Regions from separate parts of the Manis pentadactyla genome. Here region 2 is linked to region 1. A link is a contact called in public Hi-C data. All regions are on one chromosome and are shown on one strand. Each heading gives the region's core, a stretch centred on a gene start, on an enhancer-like site or on the middle of the called end of the contact. The rest is flanking DNA. Distances are from core to core; before and after follow the strand shown. Region 1 holds the start of ZNF213 (zinc finger protein 213). Region 2 holds the start of ZNF597 (zinc finger protein 597).

Region 1 (5,009 bases), core at 685-3,184:
GGCGTGTCACTATGGAGACAGCCACCTCTCTCCAACCTCGGTGCTCACCAGGTGCCCCTGGATGTGGGAGAGGCCCCTCACCTGTGGCCATGCTTTCCCTGGTTGCCTCTGCAGGTCTTCCACCAAGGCAACGGCCTCCTCGCCACTTCCCGGGCACTGCGCTCTCACCCAGGCCTGGATGCCCCCAGGCAGCACGCTCAGGAACTGCTCCAGCACCAGCAGCTCCAGGATCTGCTCCTTGGTGTGCAGCTCAGGTCGCAGCCAGCGACAGCAGAGCTCCCAGAGCTGGCTGAAGGCCTCGTGGGGCCCATTCACTTCCCCATAGCAGAACTGCCGAAAGCGCTGGCGGCAGGCCTCAGAATCTTGGCTGTCCTCTTGCTGGACAGAGTCCTGCTCCCAGGAGGAATCTTCTACCTTGACGATCAGAAGCCCTTCTCCCTCCCCAGTGGCCTGGTCCTGAGGCTTCAGGGAGGCTGCCATTCCCCTGTCCTAAGGCTCAGGGCTGGTTTGGCCTTAACCTGGCCCAGGAGCCTGCCCTTCAGTCTCCCAGAGGGATTCCCTGAGGCAGCTGGGTCAGCATCTGGACACACTCTCCTGGGGAAAGAGCAAAATAGCAGGAGGGGGACAGTATATGAGCAAACAGCAGCCTGGAGGGACATCCAGGAACTCCAGCTCCTGTCCTTTCCTGGACCTGAAAAGTGTGGCTTTCCAGTAATGCCTTGCTCACATGACTGTCTCGTACCTACACAGGCCCACAGCCCCTTATCCTCAGCTCTGAAATCCAAAACACCCAAGTTTTTACTACCTGACCTGCTGAAATGTGTATTTGTAATCTCCATTTATCACACTTAATGTAAATGTATGTTTTATGGCAGAGATATTAACATCTGTTCAGTTTGTAAATTCATTGAGCTGTACTTACCAGGGGGTATTTCTGTATGTGAAATACACTTCAATAAAAAAGCTAATTAATGCATTTGATATTGAGTTTTGCCCAGATTCTGATGGCTGGATTACCTGATATGACATGTGCTATCATCCTCAAATTTGAAAACTTCTGAATTTCAAAACACATCTAACCCCGGGGAGTGTCAGGGAAGGGCTCACAGACACCAACCTAAGCCATTTATCCACAGTTAGTATGACACGTATTTATACTTTGCTACTCTTCGTAACAGTTCTGAAGTGTATTTTGGAATTTTCTTTAATTGTTTCAACAAAAAAAGTGGCACAAACCATCATAACAAAAAAGGGGTAAACAATATACAAATTCATAAAAGAGAAACTCCCTTCCACCACTTGTACCCTCTGATGAACAGTCTGACATACAACCTCCCAGACTCTTGTGCATTTACTGAAACTGTATCTATGGAAACAAAAATAAAGTGTTGTGTGTGTGTTTTCACATGAGGTCTTACTGCACATAGTATTTTGAAATTTGCTTTTCCACCTAACAAGTCGTTGTTACGAGCCGTTCTGGGAGATTCCGCGGTGTGGATGTGTCCAATTTCTTAACCAATACCCAAGTGAGGCACTCAGGCTGTTTCCAGTCCTTCTCTACTACAGGCCACTTAATTTACTTTATTTACTTTATTATTCTACTCTCATAACACCCCTGGAAAGTATACACTCCATTCTCATCCTCCAGTGACTCGGAGAGGGCGAGCGACTCACCAGGGCGGCTCGGCCGGACGCGGCAGGCGAGAACGCGGAGCTGAGAGGCGGCTGGGCGGGCAGCGGGTGCAGGCGCCCCGGGCTCCCGCCGGCACTTCCCAGCGGCGCGCGCCCCGTTGGGCCTCTGCCTCGGGGCGCCGACACCGGCCGCCCGGCGCCCCGCACTTGACCTCAGACCCGGCGGCCCGCGTCGCCGGTCCCGCCTATGGGGTACCCACTACCCAGAGCCACCCATGCGTTCCCACTTCCGCCGCCAGGTTCCCGGTGCCGGAAGTTCGCGCGGGGCTCGCCGGGAAACGACACAGCGCAGGCGCTTCGGCAAATTCTCCATCTACACTCCTCAGAATGCTGTTCGCCCATTGACCCTGCCGTCTCTCTGACGGATGGCCAATGAGCCGGGAGAATTCCAGGGCTGGCCAATCAGAAGGCAGCGGCTCCAAGCGCGTCCGCAGTCGTCTCCGAGTTGCGGTGTACAGCTTAGACTGGAGCTGTGCTGTGCGCTTTTCAGCTGTTCTTGCGGACTTTTCTGCTCGTATGACCCGTGAGGGGAGGAAAGGGGAAACCAAGGCTGGCCTAGTGGGCAGAGACGGCGCCTGGCCCGGCCGCCAGTGGAGCGCCTGCTCTGCCGGGAGGGATGCAGTGGGGCGGGTCCTTCCTTCTGACATCGCCCTTTCCTCTGGAGAGGGTGGAGGGCCGAAGGAGCGGCCCAGGAGTTGGAGCTCGGCCCCGGGAGACTAGTTTCCAGCTTTCTGGGTTCCGCCCCCACCCAAGTCTGTATCCGCTCCTAGCGGGGCGTGGAGCTTCCCGGGAAATGCAGTCCAAGGAAGGGGCGCGGAGCCTACTGCGGCGATTCTTCGTCCCCGAGCGTCGGACGGGGTCTCCAACCCCGGCTTCCCCATCAACTTCGTTTGCGAGGCGGCGAGGGTCCCGTGACCGGGGAGAATCCAGACCAGGCGGGCCATGTCCGGAAAGCTCTAGGTTTTCTCCTTGTGATGCATTTTGACTTTGTTCCCACCCTCCCTACTTTCTCCTGGTCATGGAGATCTGAGACGCCAGATCTTTTTCTGAAATAGAGGCTTGCTTTATTTTGATTTGATTATGCAAGTATTGCATGTTTAGTGTAGAAAATAAGATTAAGAAAGTATGGAAAATTATAAAGGTATCCATATCCACAAGGCTAGTTCCCACTTGCCCTGTGCCCAAATGTCACTCCCTCAAAGTGACTTTCCTTAATCCTACGTAAACAGCTCCCCGCCCCCCACCACACCTGTGCCCTGTCATATTTTCCTTCCTGACATATTTGTGTAAAATTTGCCTCCCACTACCCAACTATAAGGTCCATAAAGTCAGACTGTTTTCACGGTCCTACTGCCAGCATCCAAAATTGTGACTCTCACAGTATCTTTGAGTAACTGAAAGTAAAAAATATTCCTAATTAGGCCACTCAGAAATAAGCACTATTTATAGTGTTTTTTCAGTTCTACATCTGTGCATATCCCTAATGTAAACCTGGAATCATTCTGTATGAGATACCTATCGGGGATATCTTTCCATTATAAATAAAATTCATCTGTTTTGTAAACTGTATAGTATTCCATAGTATGGACGTTCCGTGTTTTCTTTAAAGTCCCTTACTCTTGGACAGTTAGGTTGTTCCCATTTTTCTGTATTTGCAGAAAAATTGCAGATCTTTTCCACACACACCCTGCATTTGTTTGAACAACTTGCCGGAGGGCATGAGCCAAGACTGTTCTTTAACGACCGCTGAGATGGATGCTCCTGCCCACTCCTCGCCCCCTACTGGCCTCAGTGGAAAACTGCTCAGAGAAGAAGAAACTGAAAAGTTCCTATTTCCAGGTGCTGCCTTACTGCTGTTCTTCCAGCGCCCTCTGTTGGCAAAGATTAATATCAAGTTGGCTAGCAAAGCAGAAACTGTCTACAGGCTCCAATGTCAGGCAGTGTATTGGGGGTCTGAGAAACAATGAATTATAACTGGCACACCAACTATGTATTCTATTGGGCATTACTGGTAGATGAAAAATTATTTGAATGCAATCGTATTGAAATTGACCATCTCATTGCACTTCCCTTTACTTCTGACAGTGTTTTAGTTTTTCTAGTTACAAAACATAATGAAAAAAATAAAAATTTTCTTTCCAGAAAATGTATCTTCATTCCAAAATATGTACTAATTATTTTTTAGTCTCATAGCATTGTCCAGAACTCTCTAAAACAATGTTAAAAATTGAGGACAGCAGGCATCATGGTCTTGGATAATGAAAATACTTTTAATGATTTATGATTATGTATCTATTGTTCATCTCTGATATACATCCACTTGTATCAAGGAGCATCTATTCTCATTTGTAGTAGAAAGACTAGTGGTTCCCCAAAATCAGTTTTCCCCTTCTATGTAAGAATTTTTCATGGGCACATGGCCATTTAGAATAAAGACACTATTTTCCCTGCCTCCCCTGCAGCTAAGTATGCCAATGAGATATGAACAGACATGACATATGCATCTTACTAAAAAAGGATAGGTCATGTCTTCTATTCCATTATCCCCAACTGCCCACAGGAATTTGGACATAGTGGCATGGACCATGAAAAGTGACCCAGAGGTATCAAAGCAATAAGATGGAAGCTGCCTGGATTCCCAATGATTGTGGAGCTGTCAGACTAGCCCTAGATTCATTCCCAGGCAGTGGTGTGAAAGAGAAATAGATATCATGTTTAAACCACTGCTATTTTCAATTTCTGTTACCATAACTAGCACTACTGCCTACTAAGAGTTTTTTCATTATAAAATCAAAAAAATATTTATTTTTGTAATTTTTTCTATGGGATATTGGATATTCATAATTTCTATGTCTTCCTGACTTACTTTTGATAGCTTTTACTTTTCTAGGAGATCATGCCTTTCATCTACAATTTCACATGTATTAACATGAAGGTATACATAGTATTACTATTTGATTAAAATTTTAAAAATCAGCATGTGTGGTTAAGTCCTACTCCTTGTTTTGGGATCATGAGATGACATTTTAATGGCGGCAGAGCGTCAGGCCAGGAGGAGCCCGGGCCCATGTTGAGTCTGGATTAGGGCTGCCATACCCGTCCTGCCCTGGGACTCCAGCCTGCCTCCGGATGTCATCTTTAGAAACACACTGCTGTCTTAAGACCCAGTTGTTTTGAGTCTCTGTTATTTGTAGTTGAATTGAATCCTAACTGATTCACTACCTTATATGGTTGTTACAAGGTTTAAGCAAGAGAGAATACATGTGGGCTACTTAGCTCAATATTAACTCTCAGCCCACAGTAAGTGCTCAGTAAAG
Region 2 (5,009 bases), core at 1,098-3,597, 280 kb before region 1:
CAGGACGACAGACAAGGACCTGAGACGGAAACACTGTGAGGGCTTTGTGGATTCCTTCCAGGAAGAGTTGTTGAGGGGCGGCAATGACAAGAAGATGCAGAGCTGGCAGGGGTGGAGGGAGCCACCCTTTAAGAGAAGAAAGTGTCAATAAGCAGCCAGCTTTCTATTCAGGTAGGAGGGCTGTCACCAACAAAGGGAGACCTCTGGGCTCCTTCAGGAAAGACATGTACTGCTCTGCCCTCAGCCCTGAGGAGTCCTCTCCACATTGTATTCCCTGTGGTTGCTGCACTGTCCACCAGGTCTGAACACTCCGCAGGCTGCCAAGAACCAAACTGCTGCTAACAGGTCCACTGAGGGTTGGCAGGGCACCCAGTCATCAAGCACGGCTTACCCTGCCCCGTTCAGGTGTAAAGCACCTTGTATCACTCCAGTCTAACATCCAGGAATTTTCTGCCTTCCCAGGAAGAGGCATGCTGTTGCTAAGCAATTTCAACAAGTCATACCTGAAGTCTGTAAGTGGGTGTGGTTAAAATAAACACAGTGCCAGAGTCACTGTAAGTTACAACTGGGAGGGGCTCACGTAGGATACACAGATTTTTTTTTTTTAAGTGTCTGTATTTTTTTATGTGGTCTTTTAACCACACCATGTCTTGACTTGGTTACTTACAGGTTTCAATTGTCTTCATAGCAGCCTCGAGGGTCTGCAAGCTGAATGAGATGGGACTCCAGCACCGACGGCACAATGGAGGCAGCACTTGGGCCGACTGGCACATTAATTCTGATGGGTACAAAATCCCAGAAAGAGAGAGATGTGTGCACTGCCATGACTGCCATTTGTCCATTTGGAAGGTGACTGGGACTTACCTTTCAGCCACCCTTGAGTTTCCTCTAGCCTTTAATTCCATTTTCTCTGACCATAAGGCAATTCAGGGATTTTCATGAGAGCGAGTGAGTAAGCAAGCGAGCGGGCAAATTTGTTGTTGCCCTAGCACCTTCGAACTCAAGTGATGTTCGAGACTCCCCTTCGTCCCACCACGCAGGCTGAGTACTATTGGCCAAAGAACTCGCACTTGTCTCTATGTCACGAAGGGCTACAGGGATGTGGTATTTATGACCTACACTCAGGTAAGCATTAACTAGAGGTTTTCTGCTTTTAGTGCTGTGGTAAAACTTCTGCTACCGGCAATCTTCTCTCCAGTTCTGACAGTCCAATTAACAACCGCCCCAAGGGCAACAGGGAGCTACTGCGTGGGGCTGGTATGCTCTTCCATCAGGACAAACAAACAAAATCCTATGGTTCAAGGACTGGGCAGAGTGAAAGCAGATCAATGAAGCAGCCAATGTCCATGTTTACTGCAGAGTAAGTTCCTGCCTCATCTCCAGGCCTCCCGCTGGGCACACAGATATTTGATGTTGGCGGTCCACCAAAGGCCCACTGCCTCCCCGAAAAGTATCCCAGGGGGACAAGCCATAGAAGCTACACATTCCCTCCATTCCTTGGGAAGTGCCCAATTCGACGGAGGTCAGAGTTGGCGTAGGGTCTGCATGCCAGTCTGTAAATTATCAGAAAAGTAAGGGATTGATTTGTTTTAATACCAAAGCGTCCAGCTGAGGGAGCAGGACACGGGAACGACAGACAGAGCCCCAGGCTCTCGGGAGGTCACAGGAGGGCACACAAGCCGGCAAATACTCTCTGTGCAACAAGTACCAAAGCAGAGGTGGGGCCGGGCGAGGCGGCGGCAAATCGCTGAACTACGCGAAGGCCGGGTCCTCCACCTCGAGGGCGGCTCGGCGGGCTGCCCCCGGGCTCCAGATGTCCCCACCCGCTCGCCCTGGGGCCTGGCACGGGGGGCCCCAGACAAACGGCTGGTCCCCACCCAACGCTGGGAACCGCGCCCCCCGCACCTCGCGGTCCGGACCGCCGCCGCTCCTCACCCCGCGCCTCCCTCCGCGGCCGACTCGGGCCCGCGCTCCCCCTCACGGCCCGCTCGCCCACAGCAGGTCCGAACGAGGGGCCTCACCTTGGGCGGGAGCCGGCGGCAGCGGACGGCGTGGTGGGGCTCAGCGCATCCCGGGGCCGCCAGAGCCGGGAAGGGGCGCCACACGGAGCCCGCAGCGAGTTACGTAACCGGCAGGCGCCGCAGCCGGGACGGAGGCGGCGGCCCGCGGCACTTCCGCCTCTCGTGCCGGGGCCGCGGCCCAGGCCGGAAACCCATTGGCAGCCGGGCCCCGTGGGCACCGCCTCCCGACGCCGCCGACGCCGCCATCTTAGGAGAGGGCAGGCCGGCCGCGAGTCCCGCCCGCGGAGGGGCGTGTTCGCGGGCGGCAGCCGGGCGAGGCGGGGCTCCACGCTCCCGAGCTGGGTCTGCGTGGGCGCCGGCGGTGCGCACCTGGGTGGGGGGCTCGGGCTCCTGGAGCGACCTGAGCGCCCCCCGCACAGACGGGGAGGCTCAGAAACGAGGCTTGCTCACGGCCGCCCAGTGCTTGGCTGACGCTCCGCATTTGGGGTTGGCGCTTGGGCTTTAAGGTCGCCGGCGCCTAGCGGGAGTCGGGCCAGGGAAGCCTGGCCGGCCATCCGGCCAGGTGAGCATCCTACGCAGGATCTCATTTATCCTTGGCACAGCTGTTCTCCTTCGGTGCTACGTACTCCGGGTGAGACCAGGCTCCTCCCGCGTCCAAGTTCCGGTGGCTGCCTTCCGGCCTCCGCCCGCGCTCCTTCGTCAGGGGGCTTAGGCGTGCCGGTCGTGACGGGAGGGCTCTCGTTCCCCAAATGGAGAGCTGCTGTCTTCGTTCCTGGGTGAGGCGTGAGGAGAAATGGCTTAGCGAATTCTTCCTCTCAGAACCACCGCCTGGAAACAGCGCCCATCGGAGATGGCTATAACCGAGTACGCAAGGTGTCTGACATGCTGCCCAAACTTGACATTTCTGGGCTTCATTCCACTCCTGAATGAGCAAACAAAACCCTTTAATCACGCCAAAGTCTATTGACATCGAGCTGGTAAACTTAGGGAAGGATTAATAGGTCGGGATGTGATGCTACCTTGAGTTTAGCAATGAGCGTCATGCGGAAGGAGAGAGGGACCAGCAAAGGGAAGGATGTTGAGAGAACACTAGAAACCTTACCCATTCATGATTCTTCCTGGGCTGCTCGCTCTTTTTTCCCTAAGAGCATCCTTGCATAATGGTTTCCCTCCCTGGGCTGTCCCCTTATCTTTTCTCTTGTAGTAGTTTCTTCTAGAAGTCTCTTCTAGAACAACTCACAGTTACCGCCTTGATCCTTAAATATTATGTCCATTTTTACTATCTTCTTCCTAGTACCCACCACCAGCCCTTAGAATCCGCTTAGACCCCATCCCCAGCACACAGGACCCTTTTACACCAAGCCTTTTTTCTCCCTTGCATCTGATGTTTCTCTCTTCTCAGCCTTCCTCTACTAAGGGGATGGGCTTCTTGCCTCTTGTCCTGAGATGGGCTTTCATGTTGTTTCAGGGACCCATGCTGTTTGAGAATCTGGCTGTGTATTTTTCACAAGAGAAGTGTGTGAGTCTGTACCCTGCCCAGGGTCCTTCAGCAGAGACATCACACAGGAGTGTTTTGAGGATATGGCCTTGATGGATAAGGCCGTTTTTCCTGCATTCTGGAACTTTAGTCAGTTCTAGGATTAGGATTTCATGTCTAATTTACATGTTGGTATCAGCAAGTGGAACCTGTCCTTGGGTGATTTTTGTGGATATGATAACTTGCACAAGAGAGCAGTTTTCAAAGGATGAAATGATTTTTAAAAGACAACAAGCCTGTCTAGTACAGTGACTGTGGTTTTGCATGAGACATTGCAGTGCCTGGTAATCTTACCAAATATTTGTTATAGTCAATTCACAATTTTACTTGAAAAACCCCATTAGTATAAGTTACTTTCATTTGCTAAAGAGTGGAAATTGATTTACTCTTAAGGCGGTGCTGTGCCTTTTTCATCTCAGGGGCACTATATGCAGAAATGTTCCTACACCTGAGGAGAGTTTACCCCTGACTCGGGCTGACTGTTTGACCTACACCGTAATTCCTCTTCTCTATTTTCTACTTTCTCTTCATCATGTTCATGTTTTCCTCTACCTTGTTGAACATGTGAAGTATGTTTACAATAGCTATTCTTACACTCTTTCTACGAGTTTTATCATCTGTGTCATTTCTGGGTCTGTTTCTGTTGACTGATTTTGCTCCTAGTTAAGGGTCATGCTCTTTGGCTTCTTTATATGCCTTACAATTTTTGACTGGGTGCTGGACATTGTAAGTTTTATTTTGTTGGATGTTGGCTTTTGTTGTGATTTTAAAAATATTTTTGGACTTTGTTGTGGGATGCATTTAAATCACTTGGGAGCAATTTTGCCTTGTTAGGGTCTGTTCAGAGCAACCTTTAGTCTAAGGCTGATTTGGCCTTCTGCTAAGTCAATGTCTTTCTGAGCTTACTGCCCAATGCCCTGTGTGCTTGGGGTGGGGGGAGGGGGTCTTTCCACTTTGGTTGGCGGGAATGTGGACTATTACATGAACTTTCAAGATCACTCTGTGTATTTCATTTTGGTGGCTCTTTTCCCGGCTGGGGGTAGTTCCCTCCCATGCATTCACAGATAAGTACTCAGCCAGTCTTGAGGTGACCCCATCTAGATGACCAGAATGCTCTGCCTGAGCACCTGCTTCTTCTCTGGTATTTTGCTGTCAAATTCTAGCTACCTTGACATCCCTGAAGTTGGTCTCCTCAAATCAGCAAAACCACTGGGTACCTCTGGGTTCCCACACGCTGCACTGTAGCCCAGGAACGCTTTCCGGGCAATGAGCTGAGACAATCATGGGGCTGTTTCTTTGGAAGGAGAGATCCCTTTTGTATTAATATATTGGTTTTATAAATTAAGGGTATTCGGTAAAATTAAAGAGGAATGCTTTTTTTGGCAGGCCTAAATTTTGTCAGCCATCCTAGTGGTGATACTGGTTATTATTTGCTTGTAGGACATGTAACA

Evidence for each region. A called contact is a pair of places that touch in the nucleus more often than the background predicts.
Region 2: a contact with region 1 is called in a Hi-C map of fibroblasts, with 3 times the contacts expected there. The contact joins the promoter of ZNF597 here to the promoter of ZNF213 in region 1. A contact is called at or near these places in 2 of 3 Hi-C or Micro-C datasets (fibroblasts and skin fibroblasts).

Annotation. Positions count from the first base shown.
Region 1 is chr10:125,850,047-125,855,055 of mManPen7.hap1, reverse strand. ZNF213 (zinc finger protein 213) reads right to left here and starts at 1,934. Exons shown (of 7, transcript XM_036920354.2): 1 at 1,675-1,934; 2 at 82-594. The coding sequence starts at 480.
Region 2 is chr10:126,127,082-126,132,090 of mManPen7.hap1, reverse strand. It overlaps ZNF597 (zinc finger protein 597), which reads left to right and starts at 2,347. Exons shown (of 6, transcript XM_057487692.1): 1 at 2,347-3,559; 2 at 3,562-3,648; 3 at 4,635-4,645. The coding sequence starts at 3,406. NAA60 (N-alpha-acetyltransferase 60, NatF catalytic subunit) reads right to left here and starts at 2,175. Exons shown (of 7, transcript XR_005031785.2): 1 at 2,022-2,175.